Linked DNA regions of Mus musculus: all the other regions are linked to region 2. Evidence: chromatin contacts called from public promoter capture Hi-C data. All regions are on one chromosome and are shown on one strand. Each heading gives the region's core, a stretch centred on a gene start, on an enhancer-like site or on the middle of the called end of the contact. The rest is flanking DNA. Distances are from core to core; before and after follow the strand shown. Region 1 has its middle 16 kb from the start of Gm13017. Region 2 holds the start of Klhdc7a (kelch domain containing 7A). Region 3 holds the start of Igsf21 (immunoglobulin superfamily, member 21). Region 4 has its middle 31 kb from the start of Tas1r2.

Region 1 (3,200 bases), core at 413-2,912, 440 kb after region 2:
GGCAGAAGAGTTTACTTGGCCCGAGACTGCAGAAGGTAAGAGTCTATCATGGCTGATGGGCAGGATTCTGAGAGCTCACGTCTCCATCAGGAGCCAGATGGAGCCAGATGTGGGGAGAGACCGCATGCGCTCACACTCCACCCCATGACTGCTTTCTCCCCATATGATCTTGTGGACGAACAGTTTCATCTAAACGGCTACGAGTTCTCGCCTCAAAGAACAGGAAGGCATAGTTTATTCTGAAAACAAATTTTGAGTGACCAGGCCCTGGCAACTCAGGGTTAGGTTACCTCAAACTTTCCCTGTTCCAATGAGGTCGCAGTTTCATAAATGTTTATAGTCACAGAAGAAAGCAAGCCATAAAACAACACACTTTGCACACATTGGTTGGTACCTTAGGTAGGTGAGTTACTGAAACATTGGGAGACTCAGTTATCGACTTTAAATGCTGTCTGACATAGTCACAGTCCTCTGGTGAGAACCAGGGGTCTCTTCATACATTCCAAAGGATTTTTCCTAACAGTCATAAAAGATGTCAGGTCTTGTACACCAGAAGCCATACATGCCTATTAAGGGGCCTAAGCTATTCCAAGATAATGGCTCTTAACCTGCAACATTCCAACCTCTCCAGATTGTTCGGATTCTAGCCAGTCACTCGGCTTTTTTAGACAACAGGTTCTTGCCAGGAATTCTAGCTGTCACAGATAACTGAGCCTGGGTGCCTGCTGTGGAGACATCTGAACTGAGAAGATATAGCTGATTAATCGATGCTGTACCCTCCTCGTCCACACAGAAGACGATAATGACTCAGCTAAAAGGATGTGGCTAGGGTGAGGTATGGACTCAACTCGTGCTCTGTGGGTGGCTTTGCTGTGCACACACAAAGGCTGTGAGTGAAAGTGTGTGTTCTCCTGATGAACTAACCCGCAGCCATCTTGGTTGCTGTTGTATAAAAAAAACAGCAACTTGATGCGATTCAAACTGACCCTTCACCTCCCTGCGGCTCAGGTTCCCTTTCTTAGGGTGTTGGGGTGTGTGTGTGTTTGTATATATGCATGAGTGTATGTGTGTGTGTGTTGATACGCATCCATGTGTTGATGTGTGAGTGTGTGTGTGTGTGTGTGTGTGTGTGTGTGTGTGTGTGTGTGTGTGCTGGTGTGTATCTATGAATGTGTTAGCCAGAGGTCCAGACCAGGCTCCTTCCTCAGGAGTCTACCTCCTTTCGGGAGACTGTCTCCCTGGTACCTGACTTGCCAACTTGGGTAAGGGCTGTCCAGTGAGTCCCAGGGGTCTGCCCCTCCTCTGGTTCCTCAGCTCTGGGATATGAGCAAGTGTTCAGGTGTGCTCTGGGGATGAACTGAGGTGCTCGAGCTTGTACAATGAGCACTGTCCTGACCTCAGCCTCTCTTCTCCCCCAGCCTGTCCTGACTGGAAGACAGCTGCTCCACCAGAGATCACTGATTGACTTGCTGAGGGGAGGGGGAAGGGAGGGGAGTGAAGGGGAGGGGAGGGGGAGGGGAGGGGGAGAGAAGGGGGAAGGGGAAGGGAAGGGGAGGGGAATGGGACAGGAAGCGCTCACCAGCTGCTGGAAACTGGAGCCCAGCCCTTGTCTCCTAATGTGACAGGAAATGGGCTCAGGCAGTGTGGCCTGCCGGCTGCCTTCCCAGAGCCAGGCCTGCTTTTCTCCAACTCCCTGGCCCTCTACAGGGAGAAGACAGAGAGGGCCCAGGCTGTGTCCCCAGAACCGCTGGACCTCTAGCCCCTCCTGCCGGAAGAAGGTGGCTAAGGACATCCCTCCTTGTTGAAGCAGCCTCCTCCCAGAGGCCTAGTTTGGTAGGACGGGTCCACCAAATGGCTCAATCCCCTCTGGGTTTTTGTAACACAAACAATCTTAGACAATCTCCTTGGCAGAGGGGGTTGGGGGAAAGGGGATAATCTGTGTGGTGTGAAGAGGAGAATGCTCTGAGCAGAGCCTCACCCCATTTGCATTTCTAAGTGAGAAACTGAGCAGGGGAGGGGGGAGGGGGCCACCACTCCTCTTGTTAACTCCCTTCTGGCTCTGCAGCTGAGGGAGTCAGCCCAGAGCTCCATCCACCTAAGACCCAAGTCCAATCCCTGCATGGAGGAGTCTGGAGTGGCAACCTCTGTGGACCTCTGTCACCTGTCACCTCCACAGAACAGAGAAGTTACACTACAGGTCCACGGGGAACCTTCCAGAAGGGGCACACTGTAGTTATTAAACCTGGGGAGCCAAAAAGTTTCACTCAAAGTGTGACCTTGTTTGGACCGAGCAGCTGACCTTGAATGTGACCCTTGGCCTCCCTGTGGGGGGTTGAATGAGAAAGGCACCCATTGGCTCATAGATTTAAATGCTTGGCCACTAGGGAGTGGCACTGTTTGAAAAGATTAGAAGATTAGAAGATTAGATTAGTGGCCTTGTTGGAGGGAGTGTGTCACTTGGGGCGGGCTTCGAAGTTTCAGAAGTCCACACCAAGCCCTGTGTCTCTCTCTTCCTGTGACCTGCGGATCTTGGTGTAGAACTCTCACCTACCCTCCAGCACCATGTCTGCCTGCAAACTGCCGTACTCCCACCATGATAACCATGACCCTTAACCTCTGAAACTGTCAGCCAGCCCCAGTTAAGTACTTTCCTTTGTAAGAGTTTCCATGGTCATGGTGTCTCTTCACAGCAATAGAACAGGGACTACGAAACTCCCCATAACTGGTAGGAGGCTTTGGGAGGAACTGGCTCAGCTGCCAGCCTCTGCCTCCCCAGAGGCCTGCCCCAGCATCTCCGGAAGCTGGCCACCTAGGTTTCTGTCTGGGTATCTCTGAGAATTCGAGGTTTACTCCCCTACATTGGGACGAAGGCATCTAATTCCACAAGCTGTAAGACCTGTAGACTCAAGCTCAAATCCGTTTCCAAGGCGGAGGATGTGTCTCGGGTGGTGGAGGATCTCTGTAGCATGCAGAAAGCCCTGGTCTCCATCCCTAGCGTCTTCTGAATCCAGGCTCTAGAATTCCAGCCGTGAGGAGGTAAAGCCAATAGAGCCAGAAGTTCAAGGGTATCCTCAGCTTCACAGGGTATTTGAAGCCAACCTGGGAAACAGGAGATGCTCCCACATTGAAGCAAGTTTTGTGCAAAGAAAGTCCCCAAGGATTACCATTTGCATGCCAACCCCAGCAGTGATGGCGTCATC
Region 2 (2,741 bases), core at 167-2,666:
GCTTCAGATGCACCACCACCGGCTGTGTTAGCGGCTTCGTCTCTGGAGGCTGCTCCAGTGACAAGGGGCTCTGGTCCAGGCCCAGGGGATGGAGCATCAGCCAGAGCTGCTGGGCAGGGGACTGGCCTGGAGTCAGCCTTCGACGTGGACTCCACGAAATAGTCATATACTCTGCCCTTCAGCCCTGGTCCCTCTGCCTTTTGTATAATATTCTCCTCCATCCGGATCCGGGCCACAGATGAGAAAGTATGGGAGGCGTTGGTGGCTCCTTCCTGCTGCTGCGTGGCCAAGCCCATGTCTGCAGCAGCCTGGAGGACCCCGGCCTCTCCCCTGCTGACCCCTGTCATGTGGGTGAAGATCCAACTCTGGTTCATGTCACCATTGACCAGTGTAAGATCAGTCCAACCGTTGGGGGCTTCCAGGTCCCCAGATCCTGTTTCCTCTGGGGGTCTGCTGTCTGGCCATGGAGAGAGCTTGTCACCCACACAGCTGCCACCCACTCCTGGGATAAGTCTGCCTGAGGAGCTCGTAGGTTCACAGCCTGAATGAGGGAGGTGGGGAGGGTTGGGCTTACCTCTAACATCTGTTCCGGCTTCCTGGCCACCACAGGGAGGAGGCACCTGCTGAGAGTCTGGACACTGCCTGCCCTGACTTTCATCAGAGCCTTTTCTTGTGGCCTCTTCAGACCTGGAAATGTCCAGGATGCAGGGGTCTTCTGGATCCACCAAGCTGTAGTCCAGTGAGGTCCCAGCCCCCTTGCTGGCCTTCCTGCGTCTTCGACCCCTTGGCAGGGTCCCCGGTGGAGCCTCCTGGAAGGCAAGTTGTCCCAAGGCCTCTGTTTCATTTTCTGCTTTGTGGTCCTTGTTGTTTCTCCCTGCCTGCCCGACTGGGGCAGGTCTGGACTTGTAGAGTTTGTAAGCCGCAGTTACCAGGAGCAGCGCAGCTGCGGACAGCACCACCTTGCTGGGCAGCTGCATGTCCAAATGCCAGTCCTGGCCCTCTGCTCCTTCTCCAGTGGGGAGCATGCTGGCCAGGGACAGAGGAATGCCAAGAATCCGATTAATGATTGCCCAATAGGGACCAGTTCCTGGATCCTGCTGTGGAGTGGGAGGGAGTCCCTAGCCGGATCTGGCCAGCGGTTGCTGGAGCAGAGGTGACTTTGAGTCCACTGAGTCGGCAATGGGGCAGGGGATGGCTAAGGTTGCAGCTGGCCTCTTTGGATCCTTGCCTGAAAGGAGGGAGGGTCCCGACTGGAGGGGCCCGAGCTTCAGATCAGTCACCTGCAGCCCCTGGTGGGAGGGAGTGTCCAACAGGGATTCAAAGAGGAAGGAATCTCTGAGCAGAACTGTCACCAGATGCCTAGAAGCCACACTGTTGGTCTGTGTGTGAGGGTGTTTATTTTCTCTTTTGCAAATCCTTAGGTTGGAAGCTTGGGGCAGCTTTTGCCTTGGTTCCCGGAGCAGGTGGAGCCACAGTTAACAGGCGTATGGGGATGGCCTTGGCCCTAACTGAGGGGTCAGCTTTTAACCAGCCAAGCAATGAAACAGTGAGGACGCTGGGCCTGGGCTGGCGGCCAAGCCACCTGACTGGGCCCTTGGCTGCCTCTGCCCTCCTCCTCTACTCAACAAGTTGAAGAGAAACTAGCTTTGCTGAAGCAGCCAGGAAATACAAGACCTTAGCACCCAGACAAAATGAGACCTTAGAGACCCTGCCTCCTCTTCATGATGAGCCAACCTCATAGGAAAAGAGGCCTGTGGAGGAGTGACTCCTCACAACCCCCAACCCACATCAGCACTGTGGACCCCAGACTCAAATCTGCCGTTCACCAGCTGTGTGACCTTGGGCAAGTAACTTTACTTCTCTGTGCCTGCCTGAAAAGTGGCGAGAGACAGAGGGTGACCGCATCATTAGCTCATCAGGTAGAGTAGTCAACATGCATGAAGCCCCATGTTGTTGCTAAAGCTCAGCAAGGCTTGGCTGTTTTTATCTCCCCCATGTGCAGGTTTTTTTACTGGTTCTCAAGGGTGGGTGCTGAGGTCACAGTTTTAAGGGAGGTAAAGTCACTGAGCAAGAGTGGGGGCCCAGGCCTGCTCTGGGTAAGCCTCCATCTGTGCCCAGGATTCAGGTCCTCAGCTGCCGAGATGCCCAACGCACACGCTCCACTTTTTAAAGGTTGTCTTCAGGTTGCAAAGTGAAAGGACGATCCAATTTGAAGGCCCAGGAACTTGGTTCTGAGGGTTCTGGCCTTGGGAAAACTCTAAACTTTTTTGTTATATTTGTGTGTGTGTGTGTGTGTGTGTGTGTGTGTGTGTGTGTGTGTGTGTGTGTGTGTGTGTGTGTGTGTGTGCAAGTGCATGTGTGGGTAATACACATAGGCACATGTGACATCAGAGGACAGCCCAAGGATTCTGTTCTCCTTCTGCCGTGCAAATCCTGAGGGTTGAACTCAGGCCACCTTGCTTGACTGGAGTGTCATCTTGCTGGCCTCCTGGGATCCCCTTAGGAGGTCCTTATGTGTGTGAGCCTCCACCCAACAGCCTCAGTTTACCCTTCTGCATGTGGCAGTCTAGTGTGCCCTACTTTGTTGACTCCTGCAGGCCAGGCCTCCTTATCTTTGCCGGTGGGGATCTTTCCAGCCGTCTAGGTCCAGTCAAACTCCAAACCTCCCTGGGCCCTGTACTGGCTAGTTTTGTGTCAACTTGACACAGGCTGGAGTTATCACAGAGAAAGGAAGGAGCTTC
Region 3 (2,866 bases), core at 21-2,520, 280 kb after region 2:
GTTCAGCCTAGGCCATGACCAAGCCCATGCGGGACACACACACACACTCACACACAGATGCGAGCCATACTGTTGAAACTCCTCCAGCCCCAGATGTGCTCACAGTTCCCTGCCCAAGTTCCCTCGATCTGCACCTGCTCCCAAACCCAGAGCTTCTAGGACCTCAAGTCCTGTACTTCCACGTGTAGCTGGGTACACTCCTGTCCAGCTCTAACAGAAATACAGTCACCGGCTGTCACACAGCCCTCTAGAGACCAGGCAGCACACCGGGGATCGGCGTGAACCGCCACACCTCAAACACCCTTTCCTTAACAGGCTCCCACATGCCGCGACGCTCACACACTTACCCTCCTGAAGGAGTTCACACCCCCAAACACTCAGACTTTCTCTCTCACCTCTCCATGCAACTGATCTAGACTCTCTGTTACCTCTCTCACACACACACCATCACACAGCCACATCTAAATGTACTCCCGTGCCCTCTCCAAACATAGCTGATTCTCGGACACTCACAGACCCAACAAAGACACACACACACACACACACACACACACACACACACACACACACACACACACACACACCACTGGCACAGACCCACGAGAGCTTTCTCCAAAAGATCTATCCTCTCTTCGCTGCACGGAAGCCCTCCTGGACTGTGCCTACAGCCCGAGACTCCCAGAGCCATCCGGGCCCGCGCCCTTCTCGGTCTTTGCGCGCATCCCCCGGCCCCGGGCTTCCGCGGGCGCCCGCACACTCACCGCGTGCCAGGTCCAGAATCGCGGCGAGCAGCAGGCAGGAAGCGCGGCGGAGGCTTGGAGCAGCTTGCATGGTGTCCAGAAGCTGGCGGCGCTGGCCGAGGCGGCGGCGGCGGCAGCGATCGCAGTGGCGGCGGTGGGTCCCCTCGCCATGGGCTCAGAAGCGCTTGTGACCCGGGCCGCCGGCCGTGGCGGTGACGAGAGGCGAGGAGAGCCGAGGGGAGGTCCCCATGCTACTGTAGCCCGGCCGCCAGGCTACCCGGGGCTGCTCTGGGCTGTACCGGGATGCTCCGGGCTGCACCACCAGGCTACTCTGGGCTGTAATAGGATGCTCCGGGCTGCACCAGACGCACTGGCTGCTCCGGGCTGCACCGGACCTGGCTGGGGCGCGCAGCTGCTCCCGGCTGGTTGGCTGCGATAGGCGGCCACGGCGGCCGGAGTCGGATCCGTGGCGGCAGTGGCGGAGTTTGGAGCCGAAGCTCTGCCCGCGCCGCCGCGCTCTGCCCCGCGCTCGCTCTTCTCGCGCCCCCTCCTCTCCCTCCTTTCCTGCCGCCCCGCCCCCGCCCCCCCCCACCCCCCGCGCTGCGCTCGCTGCCGTATTCTACAGACTTTTCTTTAATCCGTTCTGGGCTGTTCGGCTCTCGTCCGCTAAGCCGATTTATTGCAGAGAGGAGAACTCGCCCCCCTCCCTCTCGGCTTCTACCCTCTGCTCCCCCCACCCCCATCTCATCACAACTGCTTGCTTGTGAGCTGCATCCTCCCATACACACACACCAAGCTTCGCTCCACCCGAATCGCCCTCCCCACCCCTCCACCTGGACGTGTCCCTGGACGCCCCTTTCCTCCGCTTGGTGGATGCAAGCACCCTTCCTCCTTCCAGGAGAGAGAGATGCTTTCCCCGGAGGGATGTAGGTCCTCAGGGCTTGCTTTGACACCTATGAACGTCGTCCTTAGGGGCTTCAGAGCTTCAGTGTTCCACAAATAAGGGCTACCCTCCAGCCCGCGCCCCGCGCAGAACAGCTGCATTGTATGTGCAGGCTGGACCGGGCAAGGGAGGCATCGACTTTTTCTTCTGAGACCAAGATGTCACCTTAAAAAAAAAATCAGGGCTGACACCCCAGCTCCTCCACCTGAGAACCGGGGTGGGGTTGAAACTTGTGTCAGATCGTCGCTTTGATCGCTCACGCACTATTGAGCCTGGGCTGTGGGGTCTCCCACGTGAGGAAGAGGCAGGTGCTCCTAGCTCTTAGGGTGGTGGTGGGGGTGGTGGAACCAGGAGTTAGATCGTCAAGTTCCAGAATGAACAGCAGAACCAGAGAGTGACTCTGAGCCCCCAAACCAGGACCCAGGTCTCCTTATGCTGCATTCTCCAGGGAAGTCCCAGCTCCCCTATCTTTACTAAGCTGCTGCATCCTTGTTGCTCAGTTTACTTAGCCGGGCAATGGGTACACTGGCAGCCCCACTGGCTGCAGGCCTTGGGAGAGGGGTGGGCAGTGAGTAATGGCCTGGCAGGTGCTACTAGGAAAGACTTGTGCCAGGATGCCCCACGGAGTGACCCACTCTCCTCCTTACCCTCTGCAGCCTTGTCAGCACATGGCCTTTCAAGGCAGCTAGCTAGCTAGCTGCAGTTCAGGGTCGCTCAGCCTCCCTGCTCCAGGGAAGGAGCGATTTGCATTTATTTAGATCTGAGCGAATACGTTCACCTGACAGGCTTTAGAAGGATCCTCTTAGTAAAATAATAATAATGATCGTAATAAACCCTTATAAATAGGTGTTTGATTACAGTTTGTCCCTCCGTGGGTATTTTTTTTTTGAATCAGACTAATTGGTTGCTAGACTGATTGGGCTGGATCTGGCTTGAACACTGGAGTCTTGGGCCTTTATCCTTTCCCTGGCTGTTCTCCACTCCCCCTTGCTACGCCTCCAAGTCTCATCTTCCCCAAGCTACTGAGGGGTGAGCTTGAGGGCATCTCCCCTCCCCTCCAAAAAAAGCTTCCCCCCCACCCACCCCCCGCTAAGCAAGCCAAGGGAAGAGCACAACCCTTGCCTGTCTGATCCTGCCAGTCTCTCCCTCCCACCTCTCTGCTTCTGGCTTAGGAAAAAGCTAT
Region 4 (3,152 bases), core at 107-2,606, 280 kb before region 2:
GCTTGGCTTGCTTCTAGAACCAGCTGTGCAATGCTTGGATCTCAAGTCTTTGCTGATCTTCACTTCCCAGAGAGAGGCACAGCCCAAAACTTTTCCTGGTGTCCCTCTTGCTGCTGACTTGTGCCAAGGCTGAGGCCTGGCTGTCTCTGCTAGGTAGTGTCACCACTGCTGATTCGTGTTTGCTATCCCGACTCTACCGAACTGGACTGTTCTGTATCCATGAAGTGTTTGCGAGTGGATCGAGCTGCTGCTGTCTGCTGATCTGAACTGCAGATCTCCAGACAGCACAGGAGGGAGTTGCTCAAAACAAAACAAAACAAAACAAAACAAAAACCACATTTCTAAACAGGTCCACTTGCCTCGCATCCTTTTTTTCCCACTACCTCTGGTGGGTGGTGGGCTACAAGGAAGGGTAAAGCATTTAAGAACCATCATTAAAAATAGGTTTGGAAAAATGAAAGTTACAGTTCACAATTTCATACATGCATACAATGTACTTTGACCCTATTCACCCCCCACTGTCATCCTATCCCTTCTCCTGATCACCCTCTTCTTCCCAGCCCGCCCCCCACTTACTCAACCAAAGGGAAGAAGGGAGCCAGGTTTGGGGGAAGGGAGAGCTTTGGGCTAGACAATTGGGTCCTGGGATAGGGCTCATCCCAGCTCCTCTCCAGACTCAGTGACCTGTCTGTCACAGGGGTGGTGTATTTGGTCACCTTCCTTGTTACTAGGGCATAATACCTGGTAAGACATGACTTAAATGGGAGAAGGCCTTATTTGGTTCATGGTTTAGTTCATGAGGTGCAGTCTATCATGGTGGGGAAGGCATGTGGGCAGAGTGAGTTGGCCGGTTGTCGGCTCTTTGCCAGCAGGTCCAGGAGAGAGGAGAGAACCCGGTCCAGCCTGGTCTGTCTGGGGCTGAGTGGGATGGCCCAGGCAGGGAGTCTTGTCAAAGAAGGACCTCACTTTACTAAACTGGGCACTTACTTATATAGAGAAGTCAATAAGGTAGGGATAGGGGTATGGGGTGAGATGACCTATGGGGTGGAGTGAGGTGATGAGGGGGTGCGAGGTGATCTCACGGGGCCTATAAGAAATTGACACATCAGTGGTAGCTAGGCAGAGGCAGTCTCATTCCGGCCGGTAGGTCATGCTGAGTCATTCTCAAAGAGGAGGAGAATGACAGGTCTCAAAAATTGAGCCAGGCTTTGGTTTGTCCTCAAGGCCCAAACCAAGGCCAAATAGGGCCCAACATGGGTCACGTGGCATCTGTAGTCAGAACCCAGTGAGAGACGGGTCCAAGGTCCCAGGCCACAGGATAATGCGGTCCACAGGATGGCGCCACCCACAGGGTAGTACCGCCCACAGGATGGCTCCGCCTACAGGGTAATACCACCCACAGGATGGCTCCGCCCATAGGGTAGTACCACCCACAGGATGGCTCCGCCCACAGGGTACTGCCACCCACAGGATGGTGCCGCCCACAGGGTGAGTCTTCCCAGGTCACTTAAATGTCTCTAGAGACCTGTCCAAAAGGATGTTTTCATTATTTCCAAACCGGTCGCGTTGATAACGAGGACAAACCATTCCAGGCTTGCTGGACCAGCCTGTCTGCAGTGTTCAGTGAGAGCCCTGAATATGGGTATCTACTTCTGTGGCCTCACATGTTCTTTGCCCCGGGGCCTCCATACTTCCAAGCCACTTCACCCAACTGCCAGCCTCGTTATCTGTGCCAGCCAGTCCTCGCCCACAGGGAGGGTGGTACTCAGCCTGAGAACGTGAAGCAGAATTAGAATTTGAGGGATGTGTTTTGAGTGAAATCCCATGATCTCTTTACCTAGTCAGCGCTGGACTTGAAACCTCAGTTTCCCCAGTTATGAACCCTGAAGGGAGGAGCTCTTCCCAGGTTGCTCTAAAGACGAAACCTATTAGAGGCCACAGGGCAGGGATGTTCCTGCAACTCCCACTGGTTCTCAGGGTCATGCCTTGGCCTCTGGGGTCCTTCAGAAATGGATCCCATTGGACCCCATGTGTTCTCTGAAGGGCAGTCCCAGAAGCTGACAGCAGATGGCGATGTTGGTCTCATTCTTGGGCCTCTCAGGTTCCCTTCTCCAGGGACTGGAGAGCTGGGACAGATGGACAGGCAGACAGACACTCGATATGCACACAAAACATGGAGACACATGGAAGAGCACAAAGCTGTTTTATATTAAAGTGTCATGCAAATGTGCAGCCTAGTTAGGTTCTAGTACCTCATGTGTTTTTACATGTCATGGGTGTCATGGCCTCTGTCAAACTTGACATGTGTGTGAGACAGAAAGCAAGAGCAGAGATGAGCACAGGGCAGCTGTGTTGGTTTGGGCACATGGGTGCCTGAGTCTGTGCCTGTGTGCATAGGAGGCTGCGGGATTGTGAGGGGATGGGTGTGTAAGGACTCTTGTGCCTCAGCCGTGTGTGGAGAGATATGTGGATGGATGCCTGTGTGTGCACATGCATGCAGCTTATGTGTGTGCATATATTTATGTTTATATTTGTGTTTCCTGTGTGTTTGTGTGCATGTACACGTGTGCGTTTATCACAACCCTTTCTTAGAGAATGACGGGAATCAAGACCAAGGGACTGAATAGGAGACTCAGCTGCTCTTGCAGAGGGCTGGGTCCAATTCTAGCGTCCACAACTGTCTGCATCTCCAGTCCAGGGGATCAAGTGACCTCTCCTGGCCTCCACAGGCTCTTACATATACATACATACATACATACATACATACAAGCAAAACAATACACACATACACAGAATGAAAATAACAGGATTTTTTAAAATCCCAAGAGGTGTAAACAACAAGGTGGCTTGAAGAACAGGGCAGTGTGAAAGTCAGGTTTGAGCTGCCATTGACCTCTGTGTAAGAGAATGGCCACTTCAGGCTGACCCAGGACCTAGATACCCCATCCAGGTTGGGCACTCACTAGAGTCTTCCAAAACCAGCAGGGGGCCGCTCTGTCACTATTGCTATGGGTGACACTAGTGCATCTGCGTGCTGTGTGTACCTAACACCCTTGGTACACAGATAGGGAAACTGAGGTTCTGTGTGGAGAGGAACTTGCTGGTGTCATAGGGACCAGAGCGTTAGTGTCCGGGGTGGAAGTCCCCACCAT

The links. Promoter capture Hi-C pulls out the DNA fragments that hold promoters and counts their contacts.
Region 1: a promoter capture Hi-C map of embryonic stem cells shows a contact between it and region 2, with 2.6 times the contacts expected there. The contact joins the enhancer-like site here to the promoter of Klhdc7a in region 2. A contact is called at or near these places in 9 of 39 promoter capture datasets (the 3T3-L1 cell line, the C10 cell line, the HPC-7 cell line and 3 more), 1 of 484 Hi-C or Micro-C datasets (liver), 4 of 115 datasets of contacts at active chromatin or transcription factors (differentiating embryonic stem cells and embryonic stem cells) and 1 of 9 other capture datasets (liver).
Region 3: a promoter capture Hi-C map of stem cell-derived epiblast-like cells shows a contact between it and region 2, with 3 times the contacts expected there. The contact joins the promoter of Igsf21 here to the promoter of Klhdc7a in region 2. A contact is called at or near these places in 11 of 39 promoter capture datasets (the 3T3-L1 cell line, the HPC-7 cell line, cranial neural crest and 7 more), 3 of 484 Hi-C or Micro-C datasets (the N1E-115 cell line, astrocytes and nephron progenitors), 4 of 115 datasets of contacts at active chromatin or transcription factors (embryonic forebrain, embryonic midbrain, embryonic stem cells and 1 more) and 1 of 9 other capture datasets (pancreatic islet).
Region 4: a promoter capture Hi-C map of stem cell-derived epiblast-like cells shows a contact between it and region 2, with 2.0 times the contacts expected there. The contact joins the enhancer-like site here to the promoter of Klhdc7a in region 2. A contact is called at or near these places in 5 of 39 promoter capture datasets (the 3T3-L1 cell line, cranial neural crest, hippocampal neurons and 2 more) and 1 of 115 datasets of contacts at active chromatin or transcription factors (pancreatic cancer cells).

The regions. Positions count from the first base shown.
Region 1 is chr4:140,404,794-140,407,993 of GRCm38.p6, forward strand. No RefSeq gene overlaps it. Among named protein-coding and RNA genes, the nearest start is that of Gm13017, 16 kb to the left of the region's middle. Within about 2 kb of position 1,663, at least 54 of the 459 cell types and tissues checked have an H3K27ac peak or open chromatin away from gene starts, as enhancers often do. A contact at or near this core is called in the HPC-7 cell line, embryonic stem cells and stem cell-derived epiblast-like cells, where this site is marked.
Region 2 is chr4:139,966,610-139,969,350 of GRCm38.p6, forward strand. It overlaps Klhdc7a (kelch domain containing 7A), which reads right to left and starts at 1,417. Exons shown (of 1, transcript NM_173427.2): 1 at 1-1,417. The coding sequence starts at 1,025. It overlaps Mir2139 (microRNA 2139), which reads right to left and starts at 1,011; the gene lies at 917-1,011.
Region 3 is chr4:140,245,541-140,248,406 of GRCm38.p6, forward strand. It overlaps Igsf21 (immunoglobulin superfamily, member 21), which reads right to left and starts at 1,271. Exons shown (of 10, transcript NM_198610.2): 1 at 762-1,271. The coding sequence starts at 831.
Region 4 is chr4:139,682,750-139,685,901 of GRCm38.p6, forward strand. No RefSeq gene overlaps it. Among named protein-coding and RNA genes, the nearest start is that of Tas1r2, 31 kb to the left of the region's middle. Within about 2 kb of position 1,357, at least 15 of the 459 cell types and tissues checked have an H3K27ac peak or open chromatin away from gene starts, as enhancers often do. A contact at or near this core is called in stem cell-derived epiblast-like cells, where this site is marked.